3 separate regions of the Mus musculus genome follow, and regions 1 and 3 are each linked to region 2. A link is a contact called in public Hi-C and HiChIP or PLAC-seq data. All regions are on one chromosome and are shown on one strand. Each heading gives the region's core, a stretch centred on a gene start, on an enhancer-like site or on the middle of the called end of the contact. The rest is flanking DNA. Distances are from core to core; before and after follow the strand shown.

Region 1 (4,056 bases), core at 649-3,148, 210 kb before region 2:
CTGTGAGATAGCTCCGTGAGTGCTAAACATCATGACCTGAGTTCAGAACCCCAGCATCCATGGAAAAGCCAACAGACACACATGCCTCTATCCTGAGCACTGGGGTGTGACAAAATACATCCTTGAGGCTTCTTGCCAGTTTTTCTAGCCAAAACAGTGAGGTTTCAGGAACAGTGGGAGACCTATCCTCAAAATATAAAGCAGGGAGTAAAAGCAGACATCTAATGTTGACCTCTCCCCTCCATGTGTGCACAGGCAAGCACACCTATGAGGAAGTATATCCCTCTTTCTCTCTTTCTCCCTCCCTCCCTCCCATCCTCCCTCCCTCCCTCCTTCCCTCAAACAGTGAAAGAGAAAATGAGTAGATGAGATTACTAACTAAAAGAGAAGTTAAAACTAAGGACTACATAGGAAAATAAAAAGTTGTGTAATCAGTGTTACATTACTAAGCGACATTTTTTAAGTGAATACTTCAGATATACTTCAGATTTGTTTAAATAAATGTATAGCAGTACCCCATTCTGGCAGACCCAAAATGTGGATATATAATTAACCTTCAAACTGTCCGAACCAGTGTTCAGTCATCATCACCATGCCTCCAGTGATGTAAGCCCCAGAGGAAAACAAAATTCTTGTCGCTGTCTTTCTCATTTGTGGCCCCAAATCACACAGAGAAAATGAGGTTTTTTTTCCAGCTTCTTTTTCAATGCAGAATGCTGCCTATGAAATTTATTTTCACAGAATAGTAAACCAACTGAAATGCCTTCTGAATGATAATGTTTCAGAGTCTGGATTTAAGATCCTATTATTGCATATTGAAATGCAATTCAGATGTTCTACTGATCAGTTGAGACATTTTCTAAATTCTCTTGGCTGGCTGGTATATCATCAAATAATTATTACAAGATTCTTAGGCATACTAAATAATTACCTGCAGCATATAGGAGCTTTATCTTTTCAAGTGTCATCTTCGCCACATGCTTTTCTGCTTGACAAGATATTTTTCCAACTCATAACCTTAAATTACATTAAAAAGTTTGTTCTCTACCCTTGAGATGATGTTACATATAAGAATTTCCTATATTATCAAGGAAGTAAACCAATAACTGTCTGCACAAGCAGGTATAAGATATCCCTGACATTTTTACATACATAAATAAGAGGTATTTTCCCTCTACAAATTACATGAATTTTATCACTTTCTTTATTTTAATTACCTTTTTTATCTAGTAGCCATCTTTCCATGATTCTACATGGAAGTGTGTCATTTTTAGTGCAGCCTTTGACATTGTCTTACTTGCTAATATGCTCGTAATGATTAGACTGGAAAAAGTCAGCATTAAGGAGTCTGACTCCCTCAGATGGATATTTCTGGTCCACAGAACCAACAATGTAGTGTGTCTAAAAGACTTTCTATCTAAATACTGTTTATGTTATTTTTCAAGCACAGCATCTGAAAAATTTGTTTGTTCACTTTCACTCAAATGTTTAATTCTTTCATTGGTCCTTTTATCAAGTTACATTCCCATTTTAAGGCACATAGGATGTCCCCACCAAAAGGTACAGAATGGAAGCATAAAGTGAAACGTTAGCAAAAATACAATATGAAAATATTTTGAAGATTTTCGATAACAAGAAACATTTTAAATTTTTTATTTCTCCTTTGGAAGATAACAAGAACCACATATTTGATTCAAAAAATGATTTGAGGGTAAGAAAAGGCTTGTTTTATCTTGCCTGAGTAATAGGGTTTTTTTTTTTTTCCTTTGCTGAATTCTCTGCGTGAATAAGAGAGTGGCAGCCATTTTTTTTTCCCAGCTCAACATCAAAACGCCTTTCATCTGCTGTCTAAACGCAAACAAAGCAAACCTTCCGCCAGGCCTTTCTTTCCAGATAAATTAAAACTCTCGTGTCCTGGGGCCTAAATCAAGCCTACAGGCCTTCCCTAGATAAATCCGCTCTCAACCCGAAATCTTCTCAACACACGTGCTCCTTGTAAGATAATTTTGCAGTAGCTAATCAATAATGCAACAGTAAATTGCATTTAAATAAACATTAGCGGCCCCTCTTAATGAGTAAAACCTCATCTGCAATTTGTCAAAGTCGGAAATACTGGACTCTTTTGATATTCATTAGAATATTGGAAATTGGAGCTTTGACGGGTTTTATGTACGATTCAATTACCATCGTGTGTGCATGTATTTTTTAAAGGCATGCTTTTATACATTCTGGGAAAATATAGCAGAACATACAGCAAGTTTCTAGACTGAAATTCATATGTCTGCAACCACCCTGGTTAAATATATATGGAGATAATCCTGTTTTCCATTGCAAATTATGAAGCACCCAAGTTGGGTATACCTCGTTTAAAATTTCTGACTGTAGACAAAGAAAAAGTAAAAATTGTTCCTGTGAAGTGATAAGAAGACCCTGTGATTTGACGCTTCATAGATCTTTATTCCTCTCTTTCACCAAAAAAGTCCTCATTATTGGAGGAGTCCAGACTTAAGAGCAGAAAGTAATGAGACAGCTTGGCACGCAGAACTATTATCCTGAGCTTGTAAAAATGATTTCTAAAATTATACATTTTAATATTGATTAAGAATGCTCAGATATTAGAAACATCTGGTTTATTAAGTATAGCTTTGTGATATGGATTTCTGTCATTCTAAATTATGTTAACTGTAGAAAGCTGAATCTGAATCACTATTGCTCACAAAATCCTTAACAAAAGACTGAAAAGATTCTAAGACATATATGTGAGCCATACTGCATAAGAAACCAAGATTACAGCCATTTCTTGTAAGGGATGAGATAGCCTATGATTTAAACAAGATCCACCTGATATCATATTTTGTACCCTTAATGTGGCATTTTCTAGACACCTAGATTAAGGAATAAACTTGCAAGCAAAATTAACCCTATTGTGAAAGTATCTATATAAATATGTTCTGTTTTATAGGAATTCCAGTTACTATAGACATAAAATGGAATAATATGATATAGTGATTTTTTTAGAAGAAGGTAGCTATTTGCTGGGACTGTAACTGGAAATATTTTTTTAGTTAATTTAGTTACTTACATCCCAAATGCTGCCCTAACTCCCTCCCAGTCCCTGGTCCCCATGTCAGTGTCCCTCCCCTCATCCCCCCTTCTCTTTTCCTCTGAGCAGGGGAAAAGAGCTTTCTTTAAAGTTGTTTCTGGACTATAGGATCTATTCTCCAACAGAGCTGACTTTGTCTAGCCTCAGTAGGAGAGGATGTGCCTAACTCTACAGATACTTGATGCAACAGGCTGTGGGGATAGCTAGGGGCTCCTACCTAATTTGTATATTTTTTGTGTAATGTCATCATTGTAAAAAAAAGAACTGCTACAATTTTATAGACAAACAATGTACATACCAAAAGGTTCACCTAAGCACCATACAAGAAAGCAAATACCTATTTCCTCGGCTATATTTCAATTCACGTACCAAATGCCCATTCAATGTATCATCACGATAGTCTAGCAAAAAAAAATTATGGAAAGAATGCAAAAGTAATTCAGTGTGACCATTTTGAGCGCTAGACAAAAATCATTTGAAATATTTACACTTTCACACAACCAATTATTAGCAAAGGCAGGTTGAAATGGTATATTAAAAATATAATATAAGCATGAAAAACTAGTGAGTGTTCTAATTTGCTAACCTTTCTAATTTCTCGTATCACAGTAGTAAGGTACTCTTACTACTGTGTATGTCATATAGTGAATTAAAATTTATGGTGGTGTTATATGTGACAATCTTCAAGAAGCATGCTTGTTGCAACCACCAAACCCTTAGGAAATGTCTCCTGACATTTATCATATGTAAACATGCATTAGGCTATAAGACAAAGAAAACCATACAAAGACAACCATACCCAGGTCTTATGTCAGTTAGTAGTAACCATCTCTGATTGTAAAGAAAGAGAAAGGATGATATAATAACAGCAAATAAATGTGACGCTCCATCTCAAACTGTATTAACATATTTTTAAAAGGTTATAATGCCTTCATAAGAAGCAAAACAGTGGT
Region 2 (4,521 bases), core at 703-3,202:
GCACTGCAACTTCCCCGTAGTGGGCGGGATGCACTGAACACTCTGACCTGGCCCCTCCACGGGCCAGGCAAGTCCTTGAGGATCTTTAGCAATCACACATCCCAGGTCAATAAACTGAAAACGGATAGAATGAACATGATCAGTGAAAAGATACAGGGAAGGAAAATGATGTACCTAGTGCCTCCCCAAGTCAAAGTCCTCTGCCCCGATAAAAAACACCGACCTTTAGACCTGCTTTCTGTCTGGACTCCAGGCACAGAAATGATATTTTGTCAAGTAATTCCAGCCCCCACTCAGCACTTTACAAACATGTTTTACAAACACACAAGAACGTATCTTTTCTTTAGAATGTTTTATTTCATATTTTGTTTTACGTTTCCAAGTATCTTCGTAGGAACGCTTGTTGGATATTTCAAGCAGACAGAGGTACAGCTCAGTTATAGCCCAGTTCACTTAGCTCTGTGCTCAGGGTGAAACATGGCCTAATTCAAACGCCCAGGGTGACTTAGAGTATCAGAGTGAACATTTACAGTCAGGAAGTGGTGACATGTTTTGTTCCCATTGGGTAGTACTGAAGTTGCACCTCTCCAGTGTTCCAGTGTGGGGGGTTCTTGACTAGAGTTAGAATGAGAAATGGGGGTAGGAGCTGACAGTAGACTTAGCAGCAAATTACTGACAATTCAAAGTTTTTTGTGGTAAGGGATTCTACAATTTCCCAGAAGATGGGAGCACTAGGAAGGAGAAAAACACTCCTAAGTATCTTCCTAGCAGTGGCCTTGGGGGAGGGGGGGGTGGCAGGTGAGTGAGAGAGGAAGGTGGCCTTGCCACCCCACCACCTTCATTGAGGTAGAGCAATGGCTTGGTCTGGATTCTTTCTGAAAGAGAAACTGCAGGAATGCAGAGTTGCTTTTTGCGCCCCAACCTACTTAAAGGAGTGGGAGCCAAACCCCTGCTCCCAACAACAAGCAGCATTTTCCTTATCAGAAGCCCTCTGGGACTCAGCAAGCTTGATAGGCTCTGGCTCTGATGTCCCATAAGGCCCACTCTGTGGCTGGAAGAAACATGATCAAAACCCATGGAACTCAGACTTCACTGACCACAGAGTCCTGCCTGGAAAAGTTGAAAACATTCTCCCGAGCAAGGCCTATTTGTAGAACTCCTCAACCTAGTGTCTGTATAGCAAATTCTGATCCTATTTCATATTAAGAACATACTTACGTTTTTATTTAGTCCAGCAGATTTTCCCAAATGACTTAATTTCTTCCTGAGGCAATTTTAAAAATTCAGAATATTATTGTTTTTTAAAAGGAAAGAAATAGAAAGGCTCTCATTTAGAGCACTGAGGGATGTTATCAGTGTGACCTTGACGTGTAAATGGAGAAGGCATGCTAGGTTTGAGTCCGAACTCTTGTCTTCTTGCGTATCTGAGATGTTCTCGGTCTGGCTAAGAACAGGGACATGAGGAGAGATTTGTTTTTAAAGGTTACCATTAGCGGTTCACTAGCTGAGGTTAGGAATTTTGTATTTTTATATTTCGTGAAATTCATGATTTAATTATACTCCTCAAACAAATTAAGGGCAGGCCTTCTACACAAATTGGAGGCAGCTAAATGCTCTTTTGTGCCTGCAGCTCTCGGATTGTTAAAGAGGCTGCTGATGCATGAGAAGAAGTGCCTGATTTAACTCATTGGGATGCAGGAAGCGACCTGCCCTCTTTTGAAAAAAAAGTGAGAGAGAGAGAGAGAGAGAGAGAGAGAGAGAGAGAGAGAGAACACTAGCTTTAGAAGAGCAAGAGGGTGAGTGACAGAGAGAGGAGAGGAGAGGAGAGGAGAGGAGAGGAGAGGAGAGGAGAGGAGAGGAGAGGAGAGGAGAGGAGAGGAGAGGAGAGGAGAGGAGAGGAGAGGAGAAATACAGGGGCAGGGGGTGTGTGCCAAACTCCTTCTTTGCTGAGTAGAAAGCTTCTGAATTTCAAGCAGAAAGTGGAAGGAGCTCCACAGAGCAATATCTTGGGCTGCGTGTGCAGAGCGTAGACAATGAAAATCTCCGCCCCCTCCCCCATGCTCTCAAGTCTTCAAGATTTTTTTCTTTCCTTCACAACGATGGAAGCTATGTAAAAATCAAATACACAGAGATGTATATACTTTTTTTTTTTTAAAGCACAGACTAACAAACCGAAGGACCTGACCATGGATTATTCAAGGACTCACCTGCTGTAAGTACTGTCTGTCTTTTCCTGGGTTTTTAAGCTCTGCTTCGCGCGGTGAACTGAGTGTTCCTATTGTGAGCAGAGTTGCTGCCTGTGTCTGTATGTTTTTATTTGTAGGGGCTTCCTGCATTGTTTTTGTTTTGTTTTGTTTTTCTGTACCTAAGCTGCAGCATTTTACCTAGGCTAGTAATAGAGTCCTGTTATTATGCTGTGGATTGTAGCAGTGGGCTGGGGGCAGGGGAGGCGCACAGATCAGGGTTTCCCGCGCTTTGAGCATCCTTAAGAGTTGCTGCCAGCTTAACATCCTCGCTGAAAGATTGGTTCCTGTCGCTCAAAGGGTAGGACTACGGAGCTACCGGACGAGCTCTGGGGACAGGATGGAGTCAAAAGGAGAGATCTTAGACTGGGAGATGATGGGCCTCCATCCCCACAACAACACACCTAGTTTAGAGCCCTCTGCTGCCCACCGCTAACACCCGTTGTCTTGGGAGGATTAACACGGCCCTGAGCGCTGCTTCTGGAACCGAGCCTTTCCTGCGTTTTTGTTTTGTTTTGTTTTGTTTTTAACTTAAACCTTAAAGCTGGGATCTTCTAGACATCAGGGCTAAGTGAGGATGCCTCTGTGTGTGTGTGTGTGTGTGTGTGTGTGTGTGTGTGTGTGTGTGTGTGTGTGTGTGTGTGACCAAACAATATAAATTGCCATTCGCGGAAGATATTTTCTAGCCTCTTGAAAATATGCAAGAATTCTGCGGCCCATGCTTCCTTTGTGTAGCAGGCAGCGCCAAGCGCTTTGTGCTTCGCAAGTAGAAAATGGCGAGTCCTATTGTGTTTAGGCCATTTTCTTCCGGTACAAGGATTTCCCAAGTTTTCAATACTTTGAGGGGCAGGAGCAAGAATCAGCCCTCTTATACCCAGAAAAGCAAAAGCGGAAGCGGCTATGGCTGGGCCCCTTGGCCCGGTGGGTATGGACCTTGCTTTGAAACCAAGGGTCTGTTTCCCTGCTGTCCAGATATTTGAATAGAAACAATTTGTACTGGTCGGTGCCCTTTAAAGATTTGTAGTTCTAGAGGGCATTAGATCATAAGTGTGTGGTTATACACATACATGAAAATAATACCTCTCCTCTGATAACCTGCAGAAAATGAAAACAAAACAAAACAAAACAAAAAACCACCAATCATTTGGGGGTGGGGTAGTGTATTGTGTTTTTTCCTTTCTCCAGTCATCCCTGGGAGAATCACAGGACAAGATTATTTTTACTCTACTGTGTCAGTCTTTAGATTTTTTTAAACCTAAGATGAAATGCTATTGGTATTGGGGCAAAGAACTACTGAGTAAGAAGCCTTAGTCACTTCATCATCATGCTGTCCTCACTGCCATAGAAAGTGCTGGGGTTAGTAGGGGGATTCTTCAGAATTGGCTCATTGTAGATGTGAGATAGCTATCTACACTGCCCACAGCTGTATGAAGATACAATAGAGACAGGACGATCTCCCAGAGGAGTATTGTTCCGTTCTTTCTCTCTTTTTCCTTGGAGTATCAATTTTATAAATTTTCTTGGTCTAGCTAAGCCATATTCAAAAGTAAACAAAGATGACTCTACAAGACTAAAGAGCTCTGTGTTACTTTTCTTAGCCAGAGGGGAGAGGGTGAGACAAAGTGGGCAGATGAAAATTTTATATCCTATTTATTAAAGATCTTTGTATAGGTGCATTGAGCGATCGTTTGTCAGTTCAGAAATAATGAAATGTAGCCCTCTCCCCATTTGATTCTGGTACTTCATTTGGTGAGAAATACAGAAAAAAAATGAAAACAGCTGAATGAAGAAGAAATGGGGCTCACATACTATTCTCCTCCTTTTATATAATCTTAAAAAGTTAAGAAGTCAAATTAATGAAGAAACACATTGACTTAAAATTTTCCAAAGCACTGGAGCTTGTTCCTTCATATGGATCAAAACCATGGACAGCGAACTAGTTATTAAGCAAACCGACTCCAGCAAAATTGTGTGTGAAATTTTACCTTCATAGCATCTGTTGGAGGCAACGAAAATTTTATTTTATAACAATTTGGAATAAATCTTGAATTTAAAACTAAAATTTGAATTTAAGGGATACTGTATGCATTCTACCACGTTTTAAGGAAATGATAATTCATATCTTCAACATCTGTCCTTTCTCATGGATGTGACTTTTTAAAAATCAAACTAAAGGTCATTTCTACCTTATGTCACTAGTAAATTACAGTTTTAAATACATTCATTTTGGTATGGGATGTTTGTTATAGGACATACAGCTGAATAAAGAAAGAGAAAT
Region 3 (4,189 bases), core at 845-3,344, 250 kb before region 2:
TACAATGTACAAGCACACACATACACACAAATAGGTACACACAAGGGTAAGCCTGGGGAAGGAGATATCTTAAGCAGAAAATGAAACAAATTAAAATTGGTAGTAGTGACAGGAAATTAGTATCCACTCTAAGGTTAAGAAGGAAAAAGGAGACTTTGGGTTTCCTCTGAACCCAAAGAGAAAGAAAAGACAGACATACTTGTAGTCATGTGCAGTCTGCTAACAGGTATAGATGTTTATATGTGAGGCAACTATTTTCATTTCAAAGTGCATTGCTCTCTAACTGTTTCCAGCTTTTTAGCTGAGGTCTTTAGTTGTTCAAAAGTAAAAATACTTTGAGCACAAAAAGGTATTTCCAAGGTCTTCCTAAAAGTTGTCTACCCAAAGCACTCCTGCAGGGCTGGACGCCCTTGGTCTACCATTATTCATGGGCAGGCGCCTCAAAGCCACTTCTACCATCTGCCTCCAGCTGTGTTGGCATAACAGAAACTCAAATGTGCAGCAACAAGCTCCAACCCCAAATTTATTGTAAAAGCCACCATTTCTATTTCATTTGGCTAGTAAACAATCTCGTACTATTAGGAAGCTTAATTATAAATAACAGTCTAGCCTTTTAATTGAAATCTACATTTATTTAGAGCCTTTTCATGAGGCTAGAATTAAGAACAAAAAACATTAGGGTTGAATAGAAATGGACCACACTATTCAAATAGAAAAAAATCAAATGCTGCTCAACATCAAAGTGTCCCTGAAAAGCAAAAACTACTTTATACTTAGTATTTTTTCTGTTAGTCTAAAACCACATTGCTAATCAAAGTTATTTTGTTGTTCCTACCTGAAGAAATAATTATAAATATCATTTACATAATAAAGTGTATTTGCAAAAATACATATAATTTATTGTGAACGGTGATGGTTTTAATAAATGAATGTACTCACATTAATTAATCTCTTCACTAAAATTACTATTATGTATAAAATAATTGAGCTAAATGCTCTACAGTCATGATTTTGGATGATTTACCTTATATAAACAATAATAAATATATGATAGTTGCAGGGGTGGTTCTGATGCTGTCCTGTTACCTAACTGGTTCTTGATCTGTCAGTAAAGAAGCCAGGCTAATTGCTGGTCAGAAGGAATAGAAGGGACTTCCAGGTCCCTCGAGGAAAGGAGAGATGCAAGGTAGGAGAGGAGAGTTAGCCATGCTTTGGGGACAAAAGCCAGGCAGCCATGGGAAGTCTCAAGAGGGACAACGGATTATGGCTACTCCTATAGGGATATTTAGTAGGATCTAGATGTAACTGAGCACTAAAGTTTAAGACAGGCAGGAGGTGCAGTGCTGTGAGTATTGATAAGGGCATGCTACCAGCAGGAGTCCAATAATGCCCAACAATTGTGATAAGAAGGCAAGTTGAAAACAAACAACTGTGTATGAATCATTGACTCATCAATTCAAGAGAATCTGGGAGGGGGCTGGTAGCATGGCCTGTTCCCAGAGCTAAGGCAGGGTAGCAAAAGCTACATGCAACATGATAGTAGTCAGAATATATTTTTATGACTTAAGTGAAATTTTATGAAATAATTTAACTTCATAGTTTTCTGTATTATTCTAACCAATAGCTACTTCTAATACATTTCATACATAATTATTGAATTAATAAATTAATCTTGAAAGATACTATAATGCTTCAGTCTGTATATGGGAAAACAATAATAGACCAGGCAAAATAAGTTTAACTGTATTTTCTGGCTTGTGGAGTTCATGATCAAGTAAGATAAATAAGACAAAATAAGATCACAAAGAGGACAATGGTGATGATAAGCAACTTGAGAGTTTAATATTAGAAATGTTGCAAGGCAAGAAAACTATAGACATCATTGTTGAAAAAAGTACAAAACTGAAATGTAGAAGAAAAGATATTTTATTCAGTGAAAAAAAAAACTTATAAGAAGTTGATACTTATGATGGAACTTGAATGCAGGCTGTCCTTTTAGAAACAATTCTTCAGAAACATAGAAATGATATTCCAGATGGAGTTCACAGCATGAGCCAAGGCCACAGATGATCCAGAAAGGGAGGGGTGGGCTTAGCAAAGAGTGAGTCATTTATTTTGACTGGAGAAATTATACAGACCAAAGTAACAAAATGAATCTTAGCAGGATAAAATAGAGCCAGGATAAATACTATTTTAACTCAGTGGTCAGTGAAGAAGAATGTAAACCCACCCACCTTTCAATCCATACATCTACTTACAAATCCATTAGTGTGAAAATGGTTTGTTTAATATTAATAGTCAAGGCCTTTTACAACCAAAATGCAAGAAAAATATGCATGAAATTAACTCTATTCCTTTACCATTAGGGAATTTAGGTATGTCACACCAAGAAATGACTGTAGGAGAGCAAAATGCACTGTCTTGCCTCACACTTTATTTTAAAGTAATGAGTTGGAGAACACTGAAAACAAAATAAGATAGGATAAAAGCAGTGGGGGTGATAAGGGATATCTTTGACAGGCCCATACCAAGTTGTACCCCTGAGAAATTACACCATGCAACAGATCTAGTGTAAGAGATTTATTGGAGGAGAGGACAATGGAAGCCCATGTAGAGACATGACATATTGGAGAAATAGAAAGTGACAGAAAGAGAGACATGAAGTAAACACACGAGACAGGATGAGGAGAGTACTACAGTGGCTAGGATTCCTTTTAGACACAGCACCTAACACACATAGCACACCTAGCAGCTGCAAGTGGTGACATAAGCTGCTTCAATGTCCCTGAGAACAGACCAGTAGCATCGCCTGGTTACTAAGAGTAGAAATTATTCTTTTGTCTAAAAACTTGCATAAACAAAGGGACTCTCCATTTGTAGAAGTGTCTGCTTTCTGTAGGAAAATGAATTATAAAATATATTCTCATTAAGAAAAGATTGCAAGATAAAGCTGCTTCCTACTATTGAAAGTGCTAGTCCTTGCCTGTTTTTCTGATCTTTACCACACTCTTCTTTCTAGGTTTAAATATGTGATTATATGTAAGCTTAGTTTCAAATTACCTTCTTGAGTTTTGGTAAATTATGTCTCCTGCGTATGCATGAGGTGTATGTGACATTAAATTACTGAATTTCTGTTTGTTTCTTGAACATCTTATTTTGTTATAAGAGTCCATCTCAACAAAAACTACAAACAGTAAAAAGAATATTATTTTCCTCTTCAAAATAACTTTTTACAATCTGGCAAAATGTGTAAAACTGGTATACCTGTCAATCATTACGTGAAGAAGGACTCCTGTCATACAATCCCATCACTATGTGATTACATTAATTAGTGGGTAACTCTGGTAGAAGCTCAGTAGACCAGAATGTCTAGAACAGTGGTTCACAACCTGTCAGTCATGATCTTTTTGATAGTCACATATCAGATATCTTGCATATCAGATATTTATGTTATGACTCATAACAGTAGCAAAGTTATAATTATGAATAAGCAACAAAATAACTTATGGTTGGGAGTCACTAAAACATAGAGAACTAATTGTATTAAAGGTTTGCAGTCTTAGAAAGGTTGAGGACCAGTGATCTAGAGAAATGCATCATAAATACCAGGCTTAAAGACAGGAATGAAAACTTCTGGGAAATAGGCTAGACTAGATTGTATACTACATTGTACAAAGAACTTGTTCATATGTCATCTATGTCCTGAAGCTTTGTAAGAAGCTGAATTTTGAAAGCGTAGGACAGTTAATGTGATGCAGGAGGTGTTGCAATAACTTAACACTTAGAATATGAAACGGTTTTGATCATCTATTTTAACCAGATTAATATTAAGAATTAATAGAAAATAAAAGAAGAATAGATAAAAATGGTAAACATTTACTTCATGCAGTAAACGATGTCTAAAGTTGTCTTTAAGGAAACCATGATTTCTGAAGAGATTATAGCCAATACGGTGATGCAAGAAAGCTGGGAATCTGTATGAAATGTGACTTTATGCATCTCGGGTCTTGTCCAGATCCCACATATGACAAGCTCAAGTGTATGAAAGAGTAGATTCATGTGAAGTCTGTCCCTTAAGAAAAAATTACCACTTCCTTGTTTACACAAAACCAACTAGAAGTTTACTCTCCAGGAAACCATTTACCTAATTTACTTATTTATGCACTTAAATGTCTATGCAGGGCTATTT

Evidence for each region. Hi-C and Micro-C count contacts between places; a contact is called where the count stands out from the background. HiChIP or PLAC-seq counts read pairs in DNA pulled down with a chosen protein or histone mark.
Region 1: an H3K4me3 HiChIP or PLAC-seq map of embryonic forebrain shows a contact between it and region 2, with 4 times the contacts expected there. The contact joins the enhancer-like site here to the promoter of Mir124-2hg in region 2. A contact is called at or near these places in 1 of 39 promoter capture datasets (embryonic stem cells), 1 of 484 Hi-C or Micro-C datasets (rod photoreceptor) and 7 of 115 datasets of contacts at active chromatin or transcription factors (astrocytes, differentiating embryonic stem cells, embryonic forebrain and 4 more).
Region 3: a contact with region 2 is called in a Hi-C map of cerebellum, with 1.8 times the contacts expected there. The contact joins the enhancer-like site here to the promoter of Mir124-2hg in region 2. A contact is called at or near these places in 1 of 39 promoter capture datasets (hippocampal neurons), 3 of 484 Hi-C or Micro-C datasets (cerebellar granule neurons, cerebellum and cortical neurons), 4 of 115 datasets of contacts at active chromatin or transcription factors (embryonic forebrain, embryonic hindbrain, embryonic midbrain and 1 more) and 1 of 9 other capture datasets (embryonic stem cells).

The regions. Positions count from the first base shown.
Region 1 is chr3:17,580,808-17,584,863 of GRCm38.p6, forward strand. The region is part of intron 2 of Gm30340 (a long non-coding RNA gene); the gene reads right to left. Among named protein-coding and RNA genes, the nearest start is that of Gm30340, 200 kb to the right of the region's middle. Within about 2 kb of position 1,899, at least 6 of the 459 cell types and tissues checked have an H3K27ac peak or open chromatin away from gene starts, as enhancers often do. A contact at or near this core is called in embryonic forebrain, where this site is marked.
Region 2 is chr3:17,787,969-17,792,489 of GRCm38.p6, forward strand. It overlaps Mir124-2hg (Mir124-2 host gene (non-protein coding)), which reads left to right and starts at 1,953. Exons shown (of 3, transcript NR_033490.1): 1 at 1,953-2,212.
Region 3 is chr3:17,539,492-17,543,680 of GRCm38.p6, forward strand. The region is part of intron 3 of Gm30340 (a long non-coding RNA gene); the gene reads right to left. Among named protein-coding and RNA genes, the nearest start is that of Gm30340, 240 kb to the right of the region's middle. Within about 2 kb of position 2,095, at least 2 of the 459 cell types and tissues checked have an H3K27ac peak or open chromatin away from gene starts, as enhancers often do. A contact at or near this core is called in cerebellar granule neurons and cerebellum, where this site is marked.